2 separate regions of the Siniperca chuatsi genome follow, and region 2 is linked to region 1. A link is a contact called in public Hi-C data. All regions are on one chromosome and are shown on one strand. Each heading gives the region's core, a stretch centred on a gene start, on an enhancer-like site or on the middle of the called end of the contact. The rest is flanking DNA. Distances are from core to core; before and after follow the strand shown. Region 1 holds the start of chst11 (carbohydrate sulfotransferase 11). Region 2 overlaps slc41a2b (solute carrier family 41 member 2).

The links. A called contact is a pair of places that touch in the nucleus more often than the background predicts.
Region 2: a contact with region 1 is called in a Hi-C map of skeletal muscle, with 5 times the contacts expected there. The contact joins the enhancer-like site here to the promoter of chst11 in region 1. A contact is called at or near these places in 2 of 3 Hi-C or Micro-C datasets (skeletal muscle and an unstated tissue).

What each region holds. Positions count from the first base shown.
Region 1 is chrLG23:19,960,989-19,966,349 of ASM2008510v1, forward strand. It overlaps chst11 (carbohydrate sulfotransferase 11), which reads left to right and starts at 1,819. Exons shown (of 4, transcript XM_044186545.1): 1 at 1,819-2,187. The coding sequence starts at 2,085.
Region 2 is chrLG23:20,131,155-20,136,062 of ASM2008510v1, forward strand. slc41a2b (solute carrier family 41 member 2) reads right to left here. Exons shown (of 11, transcript XM_044185371.1): 4 at 3,200-3,271; 5 at 2,352-2,496; 6 at 1,927-2,073. Among protein-coding and RNA genes, the nearest start is that of nopchap1, 8.5 kb to the right of the region's middle. Within about 2 kb of position 2,712, the one cell type or tissue checked has an H3K27ac peak away from gene starts, as active enhancers do.

The DNA.
Region 1 (5,361 bases), core at 569-3,068:
ACTTTGTGCAGGTCTCACAGCAAGGTTAAGATGCTGCATAAAGGTCTGCTGTGTCTATCACTGCCTGCTTGTCTTGGACAGTGTTCAGAAGCTTCAGCTGACCCCTGTGCAGTGCATGCTCTTATACCACTAGATGGCACTGTAGCTGTTTGTGGAATAGGTACATGAAGCAATACTAACTGTGTTGTGTCATGGAGGGAAAGAAAAATAAAACGGATACAAAGATGTGTGGGTTGAAAAACCTTAGTGCAGTAATACTGATTCTGCTACTAATGTCTGCAACTACTATTACTGATAATACTGCTACTATTAGTTCTACTGCTTTTACTGTTGTACTGCGAGCTGCACCAATAAAATGTCTTCTACTACTTTAACTACAACTACTACAGATAGGTCTACCACTAATGCAACCACTGGTATTAGTGCAATTACTATAACTGGTACTATCATATTACTGTTGGGGATTTTAATCTATAATGATGCATCATGTTTTATAAGCTCATCATATGTTTTGTATGTAAAATCTTAATTTGTAGAAGTATAAAGAAGCATTTCATGTGCATACTCAAAAGTGGTGGAATCTGTTTGCTTTTACTACAGTTTTGAGGTACTTGTACTCAGTGGTACAGGTGAAAGCCCTGAGTTCACAATTTTACTTCAGTAGAAATATTAGCATCAAAATATATAGAAGTGCCAACAGTAAAAGTACTCATGATGCAGGCCCATTTCAGAATAATATATATTATTTTATTGGATTATACCATTATTGGTGCAAATATGTGTACATCACTTTAATGTTGCAGCTGGTAAAGGTGGAGCTCATTTGGATTACTTTATATACAGCTGGATAACTTGTAAATTTCCCCCAGGTTAGGGTTAGGCCTATTTTATCGTAATCTATAATAACACAACATCACCTATTTGTGGATGATATTTTCTATTATTAATCTGAATCTGCAAAGTAACTAGTAACTAAAGTTAGCAAACAAACGTAGTGGAGTAAAAAGTATAATGGTTGCCTCTGAACTGTAGTGGAGTCAAAGCATTAAGTAGCAGAAAATGAAAATACTCAATTAAACACACGTACCCCCGAACTGTGTTTAAGCACAGTACTTGAGGAAATGTTGCTTTCCACCAACACTTTGAAGTCACTTTATACTTCAGAGGCCAGTATTGAACTTCCACTACATTTATCTGACAACAAAATATATGAATACATATGTTATAGTTATACATTGCTATAGATTTAACTATCCAACTGTAGCTTATGCAGAGTAGTTCAAACTGGCTGTAGAATGTTACTTACACATGGCTGCATCAGTAATAATGATCCAATGCATTCTGCATAATAAGCACTTTTTCTTTTGCTTGTGTACTTTTACTTAAGTCAGTTTCTCAGTGCAGCTTCTGAAGGCATGTTTGTGATCTGGTAGTTTACACTGTTAGATTGCCAAAGGATGTGAATGATCTACCACTGTTCTCCAGTACAGTAAAGTAGGAGAAGGCAACCTCGAAGCTGCACCACTGCCAAGACTGCTCCTGCAACTGCTGAGACACGCTCTGCAATATTCTCACAAAAGCGTCTAACAGCCTCTGCCTCTGGTGTACTGGGTGACAAATAGGAGGGTGGACATAATGAAAGAAAGACCTTAAATTATACTGTAGGTGACCAGGAGAGTAGAAACTCTTGAACAATACAACAGCTCATCCCATTCCACCGACTGAAAACATGGCAGCTGTTTTAGCTTTTTTATTTGTGATATGTGTGTCTTCCAGAAACACTACTGTGGTCCTGTGGCTGCCACCTAATGCAAGAGGCTCCACAGCAGGTTTTAATGTGAGGCTCTTGAACAGAAGCTACAGCTGGACGCGCTCATTTCCTCCGAGCGGGGGTGCCACCACGCTGTCCCTGCCCTCCCCCACCCCTGCAGCAGCCCAGCAGTGGTACGCTCCGTCTTGGATGGGTTCAGCTCATTGACCGGCAGACAATCCTCATCAGTACCACCAGAGCCCCGGAGATTCCAACAAACCGGCCCTTCATTCCCCCCACAGCGCGAGCAGCACCCCCAGCCTCTCCGCCCGTCATGAAACAGACTCTGAGCGAGCTGATGAGGATGAGCAGGATATGCCGGATGGTATTTGCCACCTGTTTGGGATCCTTTATTCTGGTCATCTTTTATTTCCAAAGTATGTTCCAACCAGGTAGGATCTCCCTCCTCTCTCCTCTCTCGGATGTGTGTGTACGGCTGTGTGTGTGTGTGTGTGTGTGTGTGTATTCTGATGTATGGCATCTTGTCTGGCAGCCTCCTGGCATGTTGACACATCGATTTGTCCAGGCTGTACAGTAACGCAGCAGATCAATAATTGATACTTGTGCCGCGCGAACGCGTAAATCATCCGGCAGGAGCTCACTGTCTGAAATCAATCTTTTATGTGTCACAGTTCCAAGACTCCGGATTGATGGTCTTGTTGTGCGGTTGTCCGGCTTTGTTGAGCGGTTCTTTCTCGGGGGGAAGTGTGGGTTTGTGCGTTTGGGTGTGATTGGATGTGAGCTGTTCGCCCCCTAGCTGACAAGTGGCACGGAGCTGGCATGGGAGGCTTTTTGTCTACAGAAACATGACGATGGGAATCGGTGCACGCGCGGTAGTGGGGTTTGGCAACGTGGGCACTTGCAGTCTGAAGCGAATCCCAATTTGATCCAGATACATGGTCTTACCAGCTTGATCGAGAGCAAAGACCATGCTCTAATGGAACACTCTATCTGGAGTCCATATCTAAAAATAAAGCATCTTTAGCAGGGAGCATTTCAAACCGACGTCCAGAGACCCGTTTCATAATTTCTCACACAATAAAGTCAATCCTCTCAGACTGGGAGATCTGATCTGTTGCTTTACCAAACCTCCGTTTTAACGAATCAACGCCCCTGATGGACGTGGTATTCGTGCAGCAGCCTCTGCGTGCGCCAGAAACCAGTGAACCCTGCGCTCAGACGCGCAGAGGAGGAGCGCACCGAGCCTTCAGCACAACAGGTTTACTGTCCGCTGCTGAAGACCACTATCTTTCTGGGCATTTGCTTTCCATGAACAGAAACTGAATCATTCCCAAGCACAAATGATAATCCCATAATGTTACTGTTGGAGGCAGTGTGTCTGCGAGGCCCAGCGGCTGATGTTAGATTGTCTGTATCATGCTTTATGGCATTTCTACATCTTTAATACTCCTTTGATACTTGAGGTTGCAGTATCCATCTAAAATCGAGAGCTCTTGGAGGATCAATGCTCTGGCGTCCATTGGTCAGGTAACGGGTCTGGAGACTACACAGGCCTGTCAGTCTGTGGGTAATGATGTGGAAGCAGAGGGAAGGGAGACCTTACAGAGGAATCCCTGCTGTGTCTGAGTGATGGGGCTGCCGGGATAAAGGAGGGGTGAGACGTGGGCTACACCAGAGAGCAGGAGCGTCCAGGAGCAGCGTCCACACAGAAGCCACAGCAGACGGCTGTCACAGCTCTCCTCAGGAGCCATTTGTCTGGAGATCCAGCGGCTCTGTGTGAGTCACCGGTGCTGCTGCTGGCAGCGATGGACAATTGATATTTCTAATCCCCACAAAGAAAATCACCATTATACATCACCTCAGGGGGCCTATAATGATTTAAATGGCCGCGGTATGACTGCACTGTAATATTAACTTTTTTCACTCTTTTCACTATCCAAGAATATAATTGAATTACTGAATCAATGTTTGGAAACGGAGAGATCAGAGGTTACCAAAACTTTTGCATGTCAGCAACTGCTAAACAGCTCAATACCTGGACCACATGCACCCCTTTTGTATAGTTGACATTGGCTTTACTGCAGACCCCACTGCTGTATGTGTAAAAATGATAAAAATAATTGCAAAATCAACCATTTCCCCCTTTGGTTCTATTTTTTCTTTTCTTCTGACCTTTATAAAGCCCAGTATGTAGAAAGGTGGTGACCCTTGCCTTTGCCACAAACTGGGCTTGCACGTTTGATGAAGGCGACGAATGCAGAAATGAGCACAAAGCATTGCTATTACACCGAATCAGGAAATATTTCATGCTTTATGTTACATGGGCTATATATGAAAAAAATTTTCTTTTGTCCTTCACAGACAAAGCATTGTACAGTATGTTTTCCCAGACAGAGGCATTACTTCTATTCGGGGTCAGTTAAACAGGCCCCCGAACACAACGTTAGGGTTAAAGGATCAGTTCACTCAAATTACAAATTTAGTAGCAAGTTTTATCTGCTGAGGTTTGGAGATAAAGCATCTGTCTCTGAGATTTCTGATTGCAACCCAATTAAATCAAGGTGAATGGAATTTCATGGAGCTCACAGCATTCAAACGATGACATTTGAATTCTCCGGTTTTCTTTGGATCTACTCTCTAACAAATCGTACGCCCCATGAATACTGTTGAGCGCATGTTCTGCAGTATGAATTATCCAGAGGAAGGCGGACACTGTTCCTGGAAAGAGATGTTGAATTTTCAGTGCTGCAAGCACCTCAGAACAATTGCATTGACCTCCACTGCACTGGGGTGGAGGCCGAACTCTCACTGCATGCCCAGATACCCCAAGATGTGAGTAAGGAATTTTATTTTTACATTTTAGGTGAACTGACCCTTTCAGCATTTAATAAGATCCTGTCCTAAGAAGCCCCCACCTGAGAGGTGCCTGTAGTCGGATATCATTTAGTTAAGAATTATACAACTGTGTCCTGTAGCAGGAACACTGTACAGAGTGAGACCTCTCCTCTACTGTACATCATTAAATGAGGAATTGATTGTAAAAACTGAACCAAGACTCCATTAAACCCCTGTCAGGGACCCCTGGATCCTGCTCTCACAGTTGTGCCAATCTCTGCAGCCACTGCACCAGTTTCTGCCCGACACACACACACACACACACACACACACAAAGTGGATGTTTTATTTTGTTTTGGTGATGACAGGGTGCTGCATCAAGGGTGCTCTGATTGAAGATTGCTTACAAAAACGTGTTTTCTTCATTTTTTCTAAATGTCCTTGAAGCAGTTCAGCGTGTTTGACAGAGTTGATGTACTTGCTTGATTCTTGTATCGTGTATCCACATGGCTGACGCATGTATTGTAAGTTGCTTTGGATAAAAGCGTCAGCTAAATAAATGTAATGTAATGAAGAGATGTCTAAAGCAGGGCGTTTGTGCAGGAGCTATAAGTTTAAAGGTTGCGGTATGTATTTATGCGTGATTACACAGTTGAGACGGATACTAGTGAGTAGTGTGTGTGTGTGTGCGTGTGTGTGTTAGTGTGGTTGACTTCCTTTACAACCTGTATTCCTATCTCTATCTCTATCTGTTT
Region 2 (4,908 bases), core at 1,462-3,961, 170 kb after region 1:
TGGACTGTCTTGAAATGGCCCAATGTTGCCACATCCACACACACACACATATTGTGCATGCTTACCAGCTCTGGCCCCATTTCTTGGTGTTTGTGCTCCATCTCATGCTCTCATTATCCCTGCTTTTATCTATTGTTGAGCCCTCTCACTAAAGCACTCAACAATCCTGTTTGTTAAAAGCACTTCATAAATAAACCTGACTGGACTCCACCTGGCTCCTGTAGCTACTATGTCTCGCCAGCGTCTCATCTCTACTCAGCTGGTTTGCCGCAAAATTAGAAGCATTAAGTTTGTATCTGAATAAATAATCATGTGATTTAAGTTTAGTTGAGAGTAAACTGACCATCAGTTCCAATTTAGCAGGAAAGTGTCAGCGTGGCTGGGCTCAAGAACAACAGAGCCACTGTTCTGAGAGTGACACAGCCAGACGGCCTCACTGCACTGCACTGCCCTGCCATGGAAATATGAAATAGAAAGTGTGTTTAATACATTTAGCTCACAGCGCTAAATTGTTCCTTTCATAGTGGTGAACATCTATGTCATACAATCAGACTTGACGGGGTTAGTTAGTATGAGACGCTTTCCAACCGCTTCAAGTGTTTGCTGTATTAAGTAATACAAGGCGGTGCAACATAGGTCTGGGTGCGACATGAATTAAACATGAGGAATGTGTGGTGGGAGGAAAAGAAACTGTGTTCTGCAACTGGAGAGCAGCGCTGCTACAGTGTGAGGGAGGAGGGACCTCTACTGGCTGACTGGCCGCAGTGTGTTGACTTTCCTAAGAAGCAAAAATCTGAGGTTCACAACCATTTCTAACTGAGAGAAGATGGACCAGGAAGTCCAGAAAGAGGCATTTGGTACTGTAATATTACGAGGGGATAGTTACTGTGTGGTCGCTACGTTTCATTCATAGTTCCCACCACAACACAACACACCTCTATTGGAATTTCATCCAACCCACCTTTTCAGGTGGTCTCGATCCAGTTGTATGGTCTCCACCGCAGCTTAAATGACAACTTTCACACCAGCTAAATGGGCAAACACATCAGTGTTTGTTTTTAACTTAACAAGTTGGGTGTTAAAGCACCCTAAACCACATCTGCTGCTGAAAACAAAAACGAGCAAGGATCACATTTCTCATGACTAATCCTGAAGATGAACAATGAATTCCACCTGATAACATGATTCAGTCTGACGTTTTGGTTACTGGACTCACATGCACACTCTACGTATACAATGCATTGTTATCAGTAATGTGATAACTTACTTCTTTCCAGTGAAAAATCAAGTGACACCAAGCATCCCCATACTTGCTGCTCACTGACTGATGGGACTACGGATGTTGGAAAGATAATGAACTCAGTAAAATCAGTGGTGTCATGCAGTGTCAACCTTAATATTGACACATTTTCTGCTCAAAAATCACCCTGGTTAGGTCATAAATTATTTTCAAATACAGTTAAAAGCTGCATGTATCTCAGGGAATTATGTAACTTTAAAAAAACAAAAAAAATCAAAACACGTCACAAAAATATTTCCTCTAGATCTTTCTGCTCTGTCCTTCCCACACAAGTGCATTTGTTTTCTCTCTTTCAGTTCCACACTACACAATATAAAACAATGTTGATTTCTTGTATACTCACTGCATTAAAAATTATGCTATAAAGTGTATGATTAAAATGTAAGAAGTATTAAAATCTTCTGAATGATGTTATATTATCTAGCCCGGGGGCCAATCATGTGCCACAGAGAACCATCAGGTTTGGTTGTCATTCCAACCAAGATTTCACCTACTGATGGCACTCCTTCAGAGTGGAGCAAAAGAGGAGAAGGACTCATCAGTAAAATCACCTGCCACTCCTGATGTAGTCATATATCTTGCCTGTGACTGTAGCAGTCTTCTAAAGTTAGTAGCTGTTCACCTACCCAGGCACTTGTAGAGGCCCTGGCTTATCCAGGCCAGGATCGCCAAGGTTATGAGGTCACCAAAACTGGCGGCAATTGGTGTGGCTACGTTGTCTGGGTTGATGCCCGTCTTCTTTGAACCCACAATTACACCCACCATGATGATACCTGAACATGACACAAGAAGGGTGGAGCACTAACGGTCATCACATTACAGCTGACTTTCAGACATTATCCGCACAGTCTGTCAGCAAAAAATAAGTGTTTTTGTAATCCTAACTTTTTTTTAAATGCATGTGAGATTAGTTACAAAGACTGTCTGTGAAGAGGACAGAAGTGACACAGCTTCTCCAGAGTGACAGTATTAACAGTTTATTTTAAACTGTGGCACTCAGCTGTCTGTATGCAGTATGTATGTGTGTGTGCATGTGTGCGTGTGTGTTTACCCTGCAGCAGGGAGGCTATGAAGGCTGTGGCCACGCTGCTGGAGCAGAGCAGCACAGCGTGGCTCATCTGGAACTTCCCCTCCGGGATCCAGCCAAGAACCACGGCTGCTATAGCAGCCAGGAAACCCACCACAGTGGCCTGAACCTGGAGGAGAGAGGCAGGGGGATTTACTATAGTGCTGTTTTATTGATTTGAGTAAACAAACACTACCATGTGTGTGAAAACAGGCCAACGGTGCGTAAAAGATTAGTAAAAGGGTTACTTTTGGTAGGTAATGCTATATAAACATGAAATACTGAAATCTATATCATGTCCAGGTAGATTTTTCCATTCCATTCCATAACACGCCCTGCTGACAGATGTTATGCATAACATATTGGACAAAAAGGTCATGAAAACACTATGGTGTTGCATGGTGTGTTTATCAGTGTGTGGGTAGATGATTGCCAGAGCCTGTACTCAGTCTTACTACACAGACAGAGATCAATAGAACAGTCTGAGTGAACCCCCACCTGTGTCCAACCAAACACCACCATTGGTAGTGGTAATGTGTATCAAGAACATAACATACCATATAACATCCATAGCATTACATAAACATGACAGTATGTAGATGTGCCTATGTTACAAATAATTAAATTTGGTTTTTTCATGGTACTATATGGAACCCAAATCAGTAAAGGTTCCTCTAAAAACTGCATTAAAATTAACATTTTATCATCCATATTTGTGTAGAAGCTAAACAAACAATCATTGTAGTACTGATTCATTTTTAATGAATGTTGGCTGTACATGAATAGATAGTTCAAGGCAGCAACTGTGTGTGTGTGTGTGTGTGTGTGATTACCTGCTTCAGTGCCAGGTTGCCTATGATAAGATTCCACTTCTCTATGGGAGAATCCATCTTGCCTACATTCACCTGTGTTGGGACAGAATAAAGAAAAAGAAAAAAGCAAAGTAACATTCTGTGAGTTTTCCATGACTGCTGTATCTATGCCAGAGCCCCTTCATGGACTGGAAAGTCTGTAGACCCCCAATTTTAGAGGACCCAAATTAAGAGGACAAATAATCATCAACTTAAAGGGGTACTCTAGCTATTTAGCATTGCAATTCCATAAAGTTGGGTGAGTTATAAGAGACAGATTAAAGAAAGTATGGTTAGATAGATAGATAGATAGATAGATAGATAGATAGATAGATAGATAGATAGATAGATAGATAGATAGATAGATAGATAGATAGATAGATAGATAGATAGATAGATAGATAGATAGATAGATAGATAGATAGATAGATAGATAGATAGATAGATAGATAGATAGATAGATAGATAGATCGATCGATCGATCGATCGATCGATCGATCTCAAGGACACATCTGCATTTTCCCCCAAAGTCTGCTAAACGTGACATAAGATGAACAGGCACTTTTATAGAATGGCCATTCTATCCTCTTGGCTTTTATTTTGATATATTTACTTTTACTTCTGGGTCAGCTGTCTTGCTTTTCTTCATGTCTTTCTTCAAAAGGAAAAACGAAAAAAGGAATATGCAAAAACCTAAATTGGGCCGTTATTTGAATTTGGTTCTCGTTTTTCATTTTTTGATTCTGACAACAAAAAAGGAAAAACAGCTCTGTTTATCAGTTTTTGGTTTAAAATGAAAAAACGAACTGCCAGAATGTACACGGACCTTGTAGATCTGACATCAAATATTAAATATGATGAATTCATTTACATTTCCACTGAAAGCACAGCCTGTGAAAACACAGGGTTGTCTCCGCTAGAGCTTGGAGACACATGTAGACACATTTAGTGTCCCTTACATACTGGGGCTGTGGAGTGAGAAAGATGTGAGGGGCTTCCAGGTAGGGAAGGTCTAAAGAAAAAGTTATCAAGCTGCATTATGGGAAGTGTAGGATCCAGTGTTTTGGGAGCTTGAACCACACTAGGGTCTGGTTTTCTCATTTTTTTGATTCTGACAACAAAAACGTTTTTGGTTTAAAACAAAAAAAATCATGGTATTTTCATTTTTTCCGATTTTGGTTTCAAACAAAAAAAAAACGAACTGCCAAAACGTACACGGACCCTACAACCCACAGAAACGTCCCTGGTGATGCCCTGTCAGGCCTGTATTTCTTGCTTATTTCGAGAATTTCTTGGCTTTAGTTTGGTCTGGACAAGCGAAATGAAAAACAGAGCTTTTAATCAAGAATGGACGGACTCTTACATGTTCAGTCTTCCCACAGACAGTTCAAAACCAGTATGTCTCATATGTTCTGAGACCGTGGCGATTATTAAAAGCGGGAATGTGAAGCACCACTAACGTTATGAGACAAAGCACAGAGCATCTTTTGAGCAAACATACCCACTCAAACCCAAACTGAGCGCACAGAAAATAAACGATCTAAGAGCCAATATGATCAATCCACCAGAAAGAGGAGTGTCTGTGTTTTTGACAGTATTTAAAATCATACCTTCGGGATTTCTAAATACCCTGGTATACCGTAATACCTTGATACCGCCCAAGCCTACTGTGGAAACAGTTATAATGTCTT